Linked DNA regions of Oryzias latipes: region 1 is linked to region 2. A link is a contact called in public Hi-C data. All regions are on one chromosome and are shown on one strand. Each heading gives the region's core, a stretch centred on a gene start, on an enhancer-like site or on the middle of the called end of the contact. The rest is flanking DNA. Distances are from core to core; before and after follow the strand shown. Region 1 holds the start of sh3yl1 (SH3 domain-containing YSC84-like protein 1). Region 2 holds the start of inhbb (inhibin beta B chain).

Region 1 (7,072 bases), core at 984-3,483, 370 kb after region 2:
TTTTATTACAGAGCTTAACGAGACATGTAACACTCAGTTTTACTTAGGGTTAGGTACTGAAACTGCCAAGTTGCTATCGGTAACTTTGCGTGCACAACTACCGGCACTATAGAAAAGCGCAGATTTTGGTGTTTCGTTTCAGACATGTCAATCACTTAAATTCTATTCAGTTTTAACATACATTTCTAGCCCATCGTTTTACATCTCCACCGATTGTGGACAGGCTCACATTAAAGTGGGTGGGGCCATGATGACAGTCAAAATGCTGAAGGCAAGTTGAGCGAAAGTTTGGCTGCACCTCACACAAAAACATTTTACTTTAGTGACCTGATGGATAAGAGTGACGTGTACAACGCTGTGGAAAATACCCCCGTGTGGTGATTAGATGGGAAAATATGTGTTTGCTAACCCGTGTGAGAAAACTGAGATGCAGAGCTGCAGTGCAGACCGTCAGAAAGAATGAAGTAAAGCCTCTTAGGCATATACAAGCACTCTCCTTAGACCTGTCAGGCAGGTTCGCTGTGGCAGGTTTTTAATGTATTTTTGAAGCAAGAACCATTCAGGCACCTCATTCTGACTCTTAATTAAAATGATAATGAAAATGGTATTTGACATTTCATTTTCAAAAAGTTCTCTAATAAATGTGTAGCAAAATTCAATTAGAAATATCTAATTTGACAATTGAAATGGATTAACAGAAATGCTTTTTCATTTTCACAATGTAACTGCATCAAGACTCAAAAGTGAAATTAAAAATCAACCCTCCAAAATGCTTTTTCATTTTCTACTTCAACACCACTCATTCTGTGACATAATTACAATAATAATACAAAGAGGGGATTGCATTTTTTTTTGACATCCACCGCACAAAAACTGCCGCATAAATCATTTCCAGTCAGCAGTTCCAGGGTGGAGGCTGGCGATGACGTTAGTGCTCACTCTTCCTCTTTTGTTACTACTGCGCGTATTTTTCATTTAATTCTTGATTCAAAGAATGCAGCTTCATTGTGAAAATGAAAAAGCAATTCCGGTATTGACTTTTATTTTGAATTATGAGACACAAATGCGTCCATAAGATATAGTTGCAGTGTTAAATACGCTGATAATTAACAATATATATGTTTTTTTTTACAGCTTTAAAAAAGTGTATTAGTATTTAGACTGCCGTAATTTTAATTCAGTAGATTTAAAAAATCTGATAACAGAAAGAGTGACTCACCATCTCATAAAGTCCCGCTTAACTAAAACCACAAGATTTTCTAAGAAACTCAGATTTCCCTAGAAAACATTCCTTGCTCCTCGACCTACTGTTCCAGTGATAGCGAGACACCGGCTTGCCGACATTCCAACAAGCCTCATGCTGGAGCAGCACATTCCACACACATGACAGCAGCAACACATCCCAATGTCACACCACTGTGGGGTGGGATGATGACCACTATTTGTTACACAGTCACATGTTTAGCTTTTCTCTCATTTGAGCAAGTTCTGTGACTCAGCAACCCACCACATGATCTCATTATAAAATAAACCATAATTTGTCACAGCTCTGCTGATTAAAGGATTACATTTCAAGACAGTAAAGTGTGGTTTATAAAACAAAGTAGTGTCTTGAATTTCTGTTCTTATCTATTTAATAGGATAGACAAGATTTACTGAAATTACTTGATTAAATACAAATAAAGAAATTATCAAGCAAACATAAAAAGATTCAACTTAAAACTTTAAACCTCACAATTTACCAACCACACATTTTCAGAGAATTAATCACAGAAAAAAAAAATTTTTTTTTAATATAAATAAGTTATTTTTCTTAACTTAGTTTTAAAGAAACCATTTATAGTCGATGCACACTGATTAAGAAAGTGACAAAAACAACAGTCCTCCGTTGTCAGTGAACGCAGCACTCGCAGGTGTAATGGAGCATTCAAAAGAGAGAATAGCGCGCGGACAGAATACACAAACAGGCTAAAATAACACAAAACTCCCCCACTTCGACGTTTTGTCAAATTTTACTTACTTCTCTTTCCTTTGTTCAGTCGCTTTTGCGTGTTTACCTGCCGCCAGGTGAGCTGCGCAACTATCTCTCTTTGCACTTCCGCCTCACGAGCTGGCCGGAAACTCGAACAGTTACGCCTTCCTCCTGAACAGGAACAATTAGTCGCTGATACACCTGCGCACGTGGAGGCAGGTGGGGACATTAAAGGGGAAGGTGTCGACGTGTTGCCAGGGGAGACGAACGACGCCCGAGCAAGTAACCCAGCCGTTTACACTGCCATTTAGCAGTCAAGCCATGTCCCCCCCCCCCCAGAATTCAGTCTGCTAGGCGCAAAAACGACACGACACGTATTCGATTAATAAGTTGGAAATCTTAAACGTGGGAACTAATACTTATCTATACGCACACACAAAAACTTCGACTCTTCCTCCGTAATTATAAATGTCATAAAAATGGCTTATATTTCTGCATTTGGAAGTTTATCTAGACCTAGTGTCTCAGCAAATACGATAATGTCTAAACATTCGTTCAGGTTTAAATATTCGTCTAAAAATAATATAAATAAACGTACTACTTAGTATTAGCCCAAGCCCATCATAGGGTGGAATTAAGTCATCTTTGAATCAAATTGCCTTAATTTGAAATAGAGACGACGTAGATTGAAAAAAAAAACAAAAAAACAACCTCTTTGGACATTCTTTGTAAATGTATAACTATCATTTATAAATATAGAAAAGAAGGATATATTGGTAAAAGGATGTTGGAGATGGAGCTGCCTGGCAGGAGGGCAAGAGGACGGCCAAAGAGGAGATACATGGATGTCTTAACAGAGGACATGAAGTTGGCTAATGTTAGGGTAGAAGATGTCCATGATAGAGTGAGGTGGAAAAGGATGATTCGCTGTGGCGACCCCTGATGGGAAAAGCCGAAAGAGAAAGAAGATAAATATAGAAAAGAATACCTACTAGGGGTGTAACGATACGCTAAAATATTAATTTGGTTCAGAATTTCACTGCCGTTTAACAAATATGCCTGATATGAACTGCTATTTTATGAACTATTATGAAACAGTGATATGTCTATTTTACTGATATTATTTTTATTATTTGGTATAAAAAAGGTTGAAAAATATTACTTGCAAAATTCATTGATTGGTTTTACATAACCAAAAATAAAACTGACCTATGTAGGTGATCTGCTTTATAAAATAAGACAAACTAATAGCTGCTTGAATAATTTTCTCTCCTTACTTTTTAACTACTAAAAAAACCATATAGTGCATTAAAATACTTTTTTTCCCCACAAGAATTGTTCAAACGCAATGCATTGTGGTCTATGTTTCCCAATCTAGTGAGTATGGATGGTTTTTCGCAGAGACTTCTGTAAAATGTCTAGGGCACTTAATTTTGAAATAGTTGATTCTGACATATCTACAAAATGGCGAAGGCACTATGTAGTGAATAGTAAAGGAATTCAAACGCAACATTGGATGTTGGAATAAAGAATTTCAGGAATGTGTTAAGAGGAAAAGGTCAGCTAAGAAAAAATGGGACACGAAGACAGGAAATACAGAGTAGGGCTATTTATCGTTAACTATTGATCTGATTCGATTCATGAATCAAGATAAAATATTCACAGATCAAACCACAATTCTTACTGTTTAATATATTATATTTGAATGTTTGCTATATGTTTGCCTTTTTACTGGGTTAAAAAAAATTAAACCGTATTGCATCACCATCTTTTATTCCTTTATTTAGAACAGGATATTGGAATTAGCAAAACACAACTGATAGGAACACAAAGACTTTAAAAGAAAGAAAACAATCTTTATCACTTTAAACAATGTCACACTCAAAAGTCATTTAAATTTAGCAGTAAACATGACGTAAAACTCACTGTTGCTTTGTGTCATTTAACAACAAATCATAACAATGTTTCCACAGTTTTTCCATCCTCAAAGTTTTGTTGAGTACAGTTGACAAGAAGATAGTAAATGAAGATAACAGCTCAATAAACATGACTCTGTAACAACTATAGAAAACACTCACAGTCTTTTAATCTAAACTGACAACAGCGTTTCCAACAGACTTTTTTAGAAACTGAATTGTTTAATTTTTGTGGAATTACAAAAACTCCTACACTTTAGACCAGGGGTCGGCAGCCTGCAGCTCCGGAGCCGCATGCGGCTCTTTCATCCCTGTGCTGCTCTCTGTGGTTTTGGAAAATAACTTATACCGTATTTTCCGGACTATAAGTCGCCCTTTTTTTCATAGTTTGGCAAGGGGTGCGACTTATACTCCGCAGCGACTTGTATTAGAACTAAATTGAAATAAATACATTGTTAACCCTCCTGTTATGTTCATTTGTGAGGAACAGAGATGATGTTCCTGGGTCAATTTGATGTATGAGGTATGTTAAGTGTTAAGAAATATGTTAAGTGCCTCAGAGAATCAGCAAACTTTTTTTTACAATAAGATCTTGAAGGCTAACAACATAATATTCTATTTTCCAAGGATTTCATAGATTCAGAAATGCAATAAAAATGACTACATTCTACAAATACAGGATGTCTCAGATTTTGTCAAATAAATTTACCGTCAAAATGCGAATTATAGTCCAGTGCAACTGTTTTTTTTTCTATTTATAATGCATTTTTGGGCTGGTGCGACTTATACTCCGGAGCGACTTGTAGTCTGGAAAATACGGTATTTTAACTGACTTCTTGGTTCTTTTGTTATCAGACACGGGTTATGTTTTTACACATACCTGACAGACGTCTTCCGTCTTCATCAGAGTCATCATCAGATGGTGTGTGTGTAACGTATATATAAACAGCTGATTTTGACTGAGGCGGAGTCACCTGTCAAACCTGTCAAACCCCTGCTTTAGACGAACATTTACAGACGTATTCCTGTATTCCACTACGCTAGCAGTCAGCAAAATATTACATCGCATAATTGATCACAAGTTTTTTGTGATAATTTTATATTTCAAATTTAATATATTTTTTAAATTCAAATAGTTAACTATATATATTTTTTTAAATCAGTTTTTAAGAACTATTAACGGAATTATTTTTCATTTACAAAAAAACTAAAATTCAACATGATTATGCAACTTTACAGCAACAACTACATTGCCTGAAGTGCGTTTTTACTATACTCTACTATATTTCTAAATATAGCAAATCAGAGATCTCTGACGTCCGATTTTTGTACTTGATTGTTTTGTGAACAGATCCCGAATATCTTTTCAGATACTTGTTACAGTCAGGACTACAGAGAAATACAGCACAATGTGAAGGTGGAGGTGGCAAAGGCCAAACAAAGAAAGTTTGAATACTTGTGTAACATGTTAAACACAATGGAGGGAGCGGGAAATTTATATAAAGGCAAAGAAACAGAGATGGAGAGAAGGTGCAGCAGGTTAGAGAGGTTTAGGACAACGATGAAAATGTTTTGTCAGAGAAACATATTTTTTATATTAGATGAATTCAAGGAAGCCAGATTAAAATGGTTTGGACATGTTTAGAGAATGTATGGTGATAGTATAAAGACGTTGGAGCTACCAGGCCTAGAAGAAGACCATTCATTCATTCATTCATTCATTCATTCATTCATTCATTCATTCATTCATTCATTCATTCATTCATTCATTCATTCATTCATTCATTCATTCATTCATTCACTCATTTTCTATTCCGTTTAGTCCCTTTCGGGGTCACTAGGCTGCCGGTGCTTATCCCGGCCACTTATGGGCGAAGGCAGGGGGACACCCTGGGGAGGTCGCCAGTCTGTCGCAGGGTAGAGGAAGACCAAAGAGGATATTCATGGATGCAGTGAAGGAGAACACAAGGATGGTTGGTTTTACTGTACGTGGATACAGTGTATAAGGTTTGATGTAGGTGGATAATGCTCTCACGAACCCTGAAGGCAGCATCCAGAGGAAATCTATGAATGTGTTGACTATATAAATGTTTTTTTGCTTTAGTGTTTTTTTGTCTCTGTATGTGGTAGATTTTTTAAATCTGTTATTTTATCATGTTTTACCATTAACATTTTGATTTTTTCCCCTAACCTTTTAGATTTATTACAGGATTACTTTTTTATTTAAAACTGCAATTCTTATTATTTTCATTTAATTAAAGAAAAAATGGGTATAAAGCAACAGCTCGTCAAGTTTGTCTCAAGGCGCTACTCAAAAACAAAACAAAACAACAACAAAATCAGACAGAACTTTAATAGTTGTGATTGTTATAATCCAGTTAAGTTCAAATAATTACAATAAGGTTGGGATCCTCATTTTGAGGAGACAAAATTGAACTGAAATTCCTGCAGTAGAATGTTTTTCCTTTGGGCTCCTCCCTTTAGGGGTTGCCACAGCTAATCACACCATGATTTCCTCATGTACTTTGACTTCAGCTTCATAGCAGATGCCCTTCCTTACTCAGGCCTCCGCCTTTACTCAAACTTGAGACTTGCACACGAAAAGACTGGACAGTGCCCCCATGTGGTTACAGTAACGTACAACTCCTGGTGGTTTCTCACCCAAGCTCCAACCCTGATTGACCCTTGAGATCAGACGAGATGGAGCGTGTCCAGTGTACCTTGCAGTTAGGGTTGTGCCGATGGACGATATCATCGTCCATCGTGATGGGTGACTGACATCCCGATGGAGAGACCACCATCGTGATGCCACGCCCCCGCCACGTTGCGCGTCGACACCATAAGCCGCGGTTACATGTACAAAATATCTTGATGGGATCAATGGTCGGATTAGAATCCAACCGTGTACATGGGCCCAGAAAAATGTTTTTAGATTATAAAAACGTTCACTAAGGTCACACTTTCCGTCGGAATAAATCATTCGCACATGCGCAGTAGGGTTTGAAAAACGGAAGGATATAAACTCCGCCGAGCGGCTTTTTTTTTTTCAAACTTTATTGTATGTAACAATTCAATACAAAACATTGTTAAACAGCGCCGAGCGGCTATATACATTGACATGTCAGCTCGGTAAAATACGAGATGATCTTCTAAATGTGCTTTTAATAATGTTACGGTTATTATG
Region 2 (6,730 bases), core at 1,586-4,085:
AAAAAAACGTAAAAGGGACAATTTAAATGTCTCCATGACGCACCTTTCTCCGCAAAGCTGATGATCTCTGAGCTCTCCTCCAGAACCTCGTTGCTCATCGGATGCCCATCCAGGTCCGGGATCTCCACCCTGCCGTCCTCGCGTAGCTTCCCCGCATGGAGCTTCCGCAGCGCAGTCACCATGGCGGCTTTAGGCACAGGGTGCGTGATGTTTGGTCTTTCCCGCAGCTGCAGTCGGGTCAGAATGTGTCTCTTCACCGCTTCTAATAAGTCCCCGTCCACGCGCCCCGACTCGGCGTCCTCGGACCGAGCGGCGGCGCAGGACGCACACGCGCCCCGGGGAGCCTCGGTGCCGGGCGCAGTGGTGCAGCGAATATAGAGGACGCAAGCCACAAGGAGAGCCAGCCGGAGGGGACAGCTACTCATTTTCTGTGTGAGAAAGAGTGGAGGCAGGTTTTCTTTCTGCTCCCAGAGTCAAAGTCATTAACAGACAGAAAAAAGGGATCCTTCAGAGCCGCGCCGTCTCCATGCGGAGCGCGCGCCGCTCGGCTCTCACGCACTCGGATGCAGCTTCACTCAAAGATCTGTGCGCGCAGAAAACTGGGAAATTACATCGTTATGTGGATGCTCATCCTCAGCAAAACCATCAGTCGTCCGGATCTGTCAACATATTATTCCACAGAACCAGATCCAAATTCCGCAACAGCATCCTGTGTGCACAGGCACCATCCTCTTCCTCACTTGTGTTTTTTTTCTCTCTCTGTCTCTACAAGCCTGAGCGTCCCGGGTGGGAAATCCCGGTCTGATGAAGAGAAGGAGGAGAAGAGGGAGCTGTGCCAGAAAGCGCGCGCAGGAGCGTCTCCATCCTGGCGTTTTGTAAGACTCGAGGCGTTGCGCACCCAAAAGTTTTATACTTTACACTGTGGGCGGGGCAAAGCAGCTCTCCCTGAGGAACCCCTTCGCTGTCAGCCTGAGCGTGTGCGTGGAGCCACACCCCCGTCACACAACAAACACCGGCGCGCATGATCAACTGCCAGGAAAACAGTGGTGTACAATGTCTGTGTGAGAAGCTCTGAAATATCCTCAGAACCTGCAGAATCCTTGTCAGGGTCACGGAGTTGCTGGAGCCTATCCAGCTACTGTTGGGCAAAAGCAGGATACACCCTAAACAGGTCCTATGAAGCATGTTTTTGGACTGTGGGAGGTAGCCGGAGTGGGGGATATCCGCACACGCTCAAGGAGAACTCCACACAGAAAGGTCCCAGCTGGGATTTGAACCTTTCCGTAAGGCCAGAGTTTGGCATTACCAACGCGCCCTCAAATGGCAGTTAAATTGCAGACGTCAATATCCTTTGGGAGTTGTTCATTTTTAATAATCAGTGGAAAAAAATCTTTATTTGTTAACACATATTTTAAGTTCAACTTTCTAGCACAAAACTCCTGCTGATGCTGATGTCTGCTATGGGACAAATGAAATCCAAATTCTGCATTGTGAAAATGACAAAACTGTGCAGAGTAGCAACTGTTAAAATCCTTCTGCTCTTGGAACATTTATTTTGTTTGTGAATTTACTATATTTGGGGGGAAAGAATAGTAACAAAGAAATTTGATTTATCTCTGACAAGGTTACTACACTCAGCCTCCAGATTTAATGAGACTGGCTGACATTGAGGTTATTTTTAAAAAAAAAAGAAAGAGAAGCTTTTCAGATTTGAACCTTAATACTTTCAGATTTCAATTTTCTTGAGGAGGCAAATCACATTTAGCTTTACAGTGCAAAATATACATTGGTTATGCATTTTTTCATTTATGCAAAAACTAAAAAGCAACTTGAACTGTAAAAAAAGTTTTGGTCTAGTTATTACTACATTTTCCAGTTTAGAAACACTTGTCTTTAATAAAATGACACAAACAAACAATAAGGATTTAGTTTGAAAATCCAAAAGTTAAAAAGCGGAGAAATTAAGGTGCAGTGTCTGATCACTGGGGCATGAGAGGTGGCTGTGTGGCTTTTATTTACAAAACGGACAAATAAGATAAAAAAAAAAAAAAAAAAGCTTTTCCCAAATATTAGAAAGGGGAATTGGCTTTGTAATATTTTCCAAACTGTGGAGTAAAGTTCCCGGAAACTCAGTCATGAAGCTTCTGCGTCAACCCTATTCCAGCTACAGTTTGGCACCAATTGCAATATTCATTCTTTTGATTTTAATATGCGTCCTTCAAAGTTCCCCTGTCTGTTGGAAAAGGATGTAACTTCCCGCTGTTTCCCCATGTCAGAGTTTGATTGAAACTAAAACATGACAAAGCGACAAAGGCCCTGAATCTGGAGCTCTCAGGCCGGACGATCTCCATATTCAAATGTCCCGGTGCGTTTTTTCATGCAACACGATCCGACCCGCTGAGGTCGAGTGACACTGCTTGACGTTCCAGACATTTGTTAGTAAAAACTGCAAAACCAAATCCGGCCATCACGGCACGAGAGCTGCGTCGACCTCTGACCCTTGCTGACTGCTTTGACTGAGGAGTCCAGACCCCCCGCCACCTCCACCGCCGGCACACTCCTCCAACAACACAAGGCGTCTGAATCCTCATGATGGCAAACTCTTTGGCTCAGAGATTTAAGATGCAAGGTTAAAAGTTGAGGAAGTGAACTCCTAAACACTCCAGCGGCTCCGGATCCTGACATCAGGGTGAAAAGTGGGGAAATGGCGCCATCTTTGATCCAAACACGCAAACTACAACATGCATCAGTGAGCGCCTCAAGAAGCTGGTAAACTGAGCTTTCTACTGTTTGTCCCTTGTGCTATCTTAGATGACCCCACCCTTACATTGACATGTTCTCCCTACCATGACAAAGGTGGATAAAGGTGGAAATATTTCATGTAATCCATGGACACCAGTGAAGATCACAAATCATTGAAGAAAAAAGGTTCAGAGCACTGTCTAGTGGGTCTAGATGACCCAACTCCCAATGTTAAAGTGCCCAGGATAGCACAAGGGTTACTTCACACAGGGTGTCCAAACCAGGGTTCACCAACCTTTTTGAGACCGAGGGCTATTTCATGGGCACCAAGTGGTATGAAGGGCGCCACTAAAAACCTCCTAGCCCCCCCCCCCCCCAAAAAAAAACAACACAATTTGAGGACTTCCTTTTGTGTGCCCTATTTTTATTTGCTCATTTTACACACAAAAACATGCATGAATTTTCTAGACTCGTATTACGGGGGGGGGGGGGGGTGTCAAACTCAGTTGCAGAGGGAGCCTAATTTCAAAACAGACTTTAGGTTGCAGCCGGACAAGATAAATATTTATTGAACACACTAAAAATAAACTTTTAAACCTTTAAAACTTTAACTTTATTTTAACTTTTTAAACATAAATGTAAATAAAAACAGACAGGAATATTAATCCTCACATTAATGGTTTTCTTTGTCTACCTTTATCTCAGAATTGATATTGTTGTCATTGACAGACATGCCGTGGTTGTTTGTTGAATATTTGCTTCAATAAAAAAAAAAAATATATTTTTTTTGGGTGCATTCCCTGCGGGCGCCACAAGGGGTGCACTGGCGCCCGCGGGCACAGGGTTGGTGACCCCTGGTCCAAACCTTTTGCGAAGAGGGAGAAATTAAGGAAAGGTCTGTCAGAAACATAGAAATTGATCAACATTACCATCAATGTTGAACCATTGACAATGTTTACTGTACTGTTTATGTATAGTTAACAGAATACAGTTTTGTATAAAACGGAAAAAAAGAAAAAGGATTTTAGGTTAAGAGTAGCCTCTTAGGTTTACCAGCACACATTACACTCATACTGCCAAGGAAATCGTAACCGTTATCATTCACACACATAAAGTAACTTTCATACATCAGAGTAAAAAGAAAATGTATACAGCATATATTTTTATTCCTGAACAGTTGTTTGTTTTTGTTTTTGGTGTGAACTTCATTAGTTATTTCTGTATTTTGAAAAAATTTGTAATGTTTTTTTACAGTTTACATGTTTTGCAGACCGCATGTTTTTTACACTTTTGCAGCTGTATTTATTTAATATTTAATATTTATTTCTTTATTTAATAAGAATCTAATTTTTGATAATAATTTTTTCATAATAATTTTAGTAATATTTTTAATTATTTAATATAAATGTCATTTGTCATTTGTCAATGTGATGTCCTTTATTGATGTTATATTATATAGATTATTTCTGAATGCCGTGTTGCTGTCACAGATAAATTAAATTTCCCCATTGTGGGATTAATAAAGTCATCTATCTATCTATCTATCTATCTATCTATCTATCTATCTATCTATCTATCTATCTATCTATCTATCTATCTATCTATCTATCTATCTATCTATCTATCTATCTATCTATCTATCTATCTATCTATCTATCTATCTATCTATCTATCTATCTATCTATCTATCTATCTATCTATCTATCTATCTATCTATCTATCTATCTATCTATCTATCTATCTATCTATCTATCTATAATGTACTTTATAATTACACACAAACAAAAAACAATGAAAATGATATGCAGCCTACAGTGCTGTAAAGGATGCTTGAGTTTCACAACTAGTTCTTCACTGGTCGCTGTCCTCACCCTCCTTCTCCTGGCCATCGTCCTCACCCTGCTGGCCGTCCACACGCTGCTGTCTGTATGGCCACAGATTCTCGTCCACATCACAGCGTATATTCTCCCTTGTGATGCAACGAGAGTAGAAACGGCGTGCATGTTGTAACCATCCCCTACACTGATCTCAAGTAATATCCTCACACACAGCATCCATTGCATGGAGCAGGGACTTCTGATCTTGAGCCTTATGCTCATACACTCTCCACCTCCAAGCGGAGAAAAACTCCTCAATAGGATTGAGGAAAGGAGAGTAAGGTGGAAGGAACACTATGACCATCGTTGGATGAGTAGTGAACCAGGCCCTGTGAGCGGGCCACGGTGGAAATTCACATTGTCCCGTACAATAACATATAGTGGTGGGTGAGGCCCTAAGAGATCTCTCTCATTTTCAGGGATCAAATCAAAATGAAGGCGGTCCAAGAAGATGAGGAGCTTCTGTGTATTGTATGGGCCAAGACTGGGGATGTGGTTGGCCACACCATTCTCAGATATGCCAGCACACATAGTTATATTGCCCCCTCGCTGGCCTGGGACATCCACCGTGGCCCAGTGGGCAATAATATTAAGGCCAGCTTCATCCACAGCTTCATCCACAAACACGAGGATTTGAGGAGTCTCATTTCCTTCCAATGCCATTATTCTCTACAATGGCGTAAAAAAAGAAAACATCAAATCAGTCATACAGAAGAGTCATATTGTGCATGTGATGACTTACACAATGAAATGATGCTGACTCATTTTGGAGCGAACAACCATTAGACTGAGAATCAACAGTTTGGATCAACAAGATCTATTCACTTGGAAATTGTGCTAAATGAAGACTACCTGTACTTAATTATTTTGCAAAGATGTACTGAGACATTGAGACATATACTAAGACATTTGCAATTTGATGAAATTAATGAGAAATTCCATTCTGTTGTGAACAATTGCCAAGTAGTTTGGAGGTTTGTCCATGTTGTTTTGAGAATGTAATTTCTGTTTCAAGAAATGAGCCAAACCATTGGAGAAAAACTGTAGAGCACAAGCAGCGGCCAATCAGAATTGAGTATTTACCCAGACCATGGTATAAAAAGTGATAATCCACAGTGATAATGCACGCTCTAAAAAAGAAGTTAGATTAGATTTGTTTATTAATCCCACGAATGGGAAATTTCCTTGTCACAGTAGCATGGAGTTTGGCACAAGTATGTACAGACAGTAATGACAAGTTAGACAGACACACATTTGAAAGAATACATACAAAAGTAAGAGTGTTCTGATAAATAAACAGGGAAAGAGATGTGCAGGTATATAGAGGTCATCTGTATATACAGTTTTGTACAGTGAATAAAAAACAAAAACTATGAAACTATTTACTTAGGCTGGTGTTGAACAGCCTGATGGCAGCTGGGATGAAGGACCTGCGGTAGCGTTCCTTTTTGCATCGTGGGTGCAGCAGTCTGCCACTGAAGGAGCTGCTGAGGTCTGAAACAGACTGATACAGTGGGTGAGAAGGGTTGTCCATGATTGATGTCAGCTTGGCTAACATCCTCTTCTCACCCACCTCCTCGATGGAGTCCAGGGAGCAGTCCAGGACAGAGCCGGCCCGTCTTACCAGCTTGTTCAGTCTCTTCCTGTCTCTCTCCGAGCTTCTGCTGCTCCAGCAGACCACTGCATAAAGGATGGCTGAAGCCACCACAGAGTCATAAAAAGTTCGTAGCAGTGTCCTGCACACCCCAAAGGACCTCAGTCGTCTGAGCAGGTGGAGATGACTTTGGCCCTTCTTGTACAGGGCATTTGTGTTGTGTGTCCAGTCCAGTTTATTGTTTAGGTGAACACCCAGGTATTTATAGTCCTCCACGACCTCGATGTCCAAGCCCTGGATGTTCACCGGTGCAGTCAGATGTGGTTTCCTGCTGAAGTCGATCACCACCTCCTTCGTCTTGCTGCCGTTGATGTGCAGGTGGTTCAGAGCACACCAGTCCACAAAGTTGGTGATGACCTCCAGGTACTCCAGATCGCTTCCCTGAGATATCCGCCCGACAATGGCTGTATCATCAGAGAACTTCTGGAGGTGGCAGCTGTCAGTGTTGTGTGTGAAG

The links. Hi-C and Micro-C count contacts between places; a contact is called where the count stands out from the background.
Region 1: a Hi-C map of gastrula embryo shows a contact between it and region 2, with 6 times the contacts expected there. The contact joins the promoter of sh3yl1 here to the promoter of inhbb in region 2. A contact is called at or near these places in 2 of 5 Hi-C or Micro-C datasets (embryo and gastrula embryo).

Annotation. Positions count from the first base shown.
Region 1 is chr2:11,156,980-11,164,051 of ASM223467v1, forward strand. sh3yl1 (SH3 domain-containing YSC84-like protein 1) reads right to left here and starts at 2,234. Exons shown (of 10, transcript XM_004066459.4): 1 at 2,021-2,234. The coding sequence starts at 2,201.
Region 2 is chr2:10,782,217-10,788,946 of ASM223467v1, forward strand. It overlaps inhbb (inhibin beta B chain), which reads right to left and starts at 2,836. Exons shown (of 2, transcript XM_020707922.2): 1 at 44-2,836. The coding sequence starts at 425.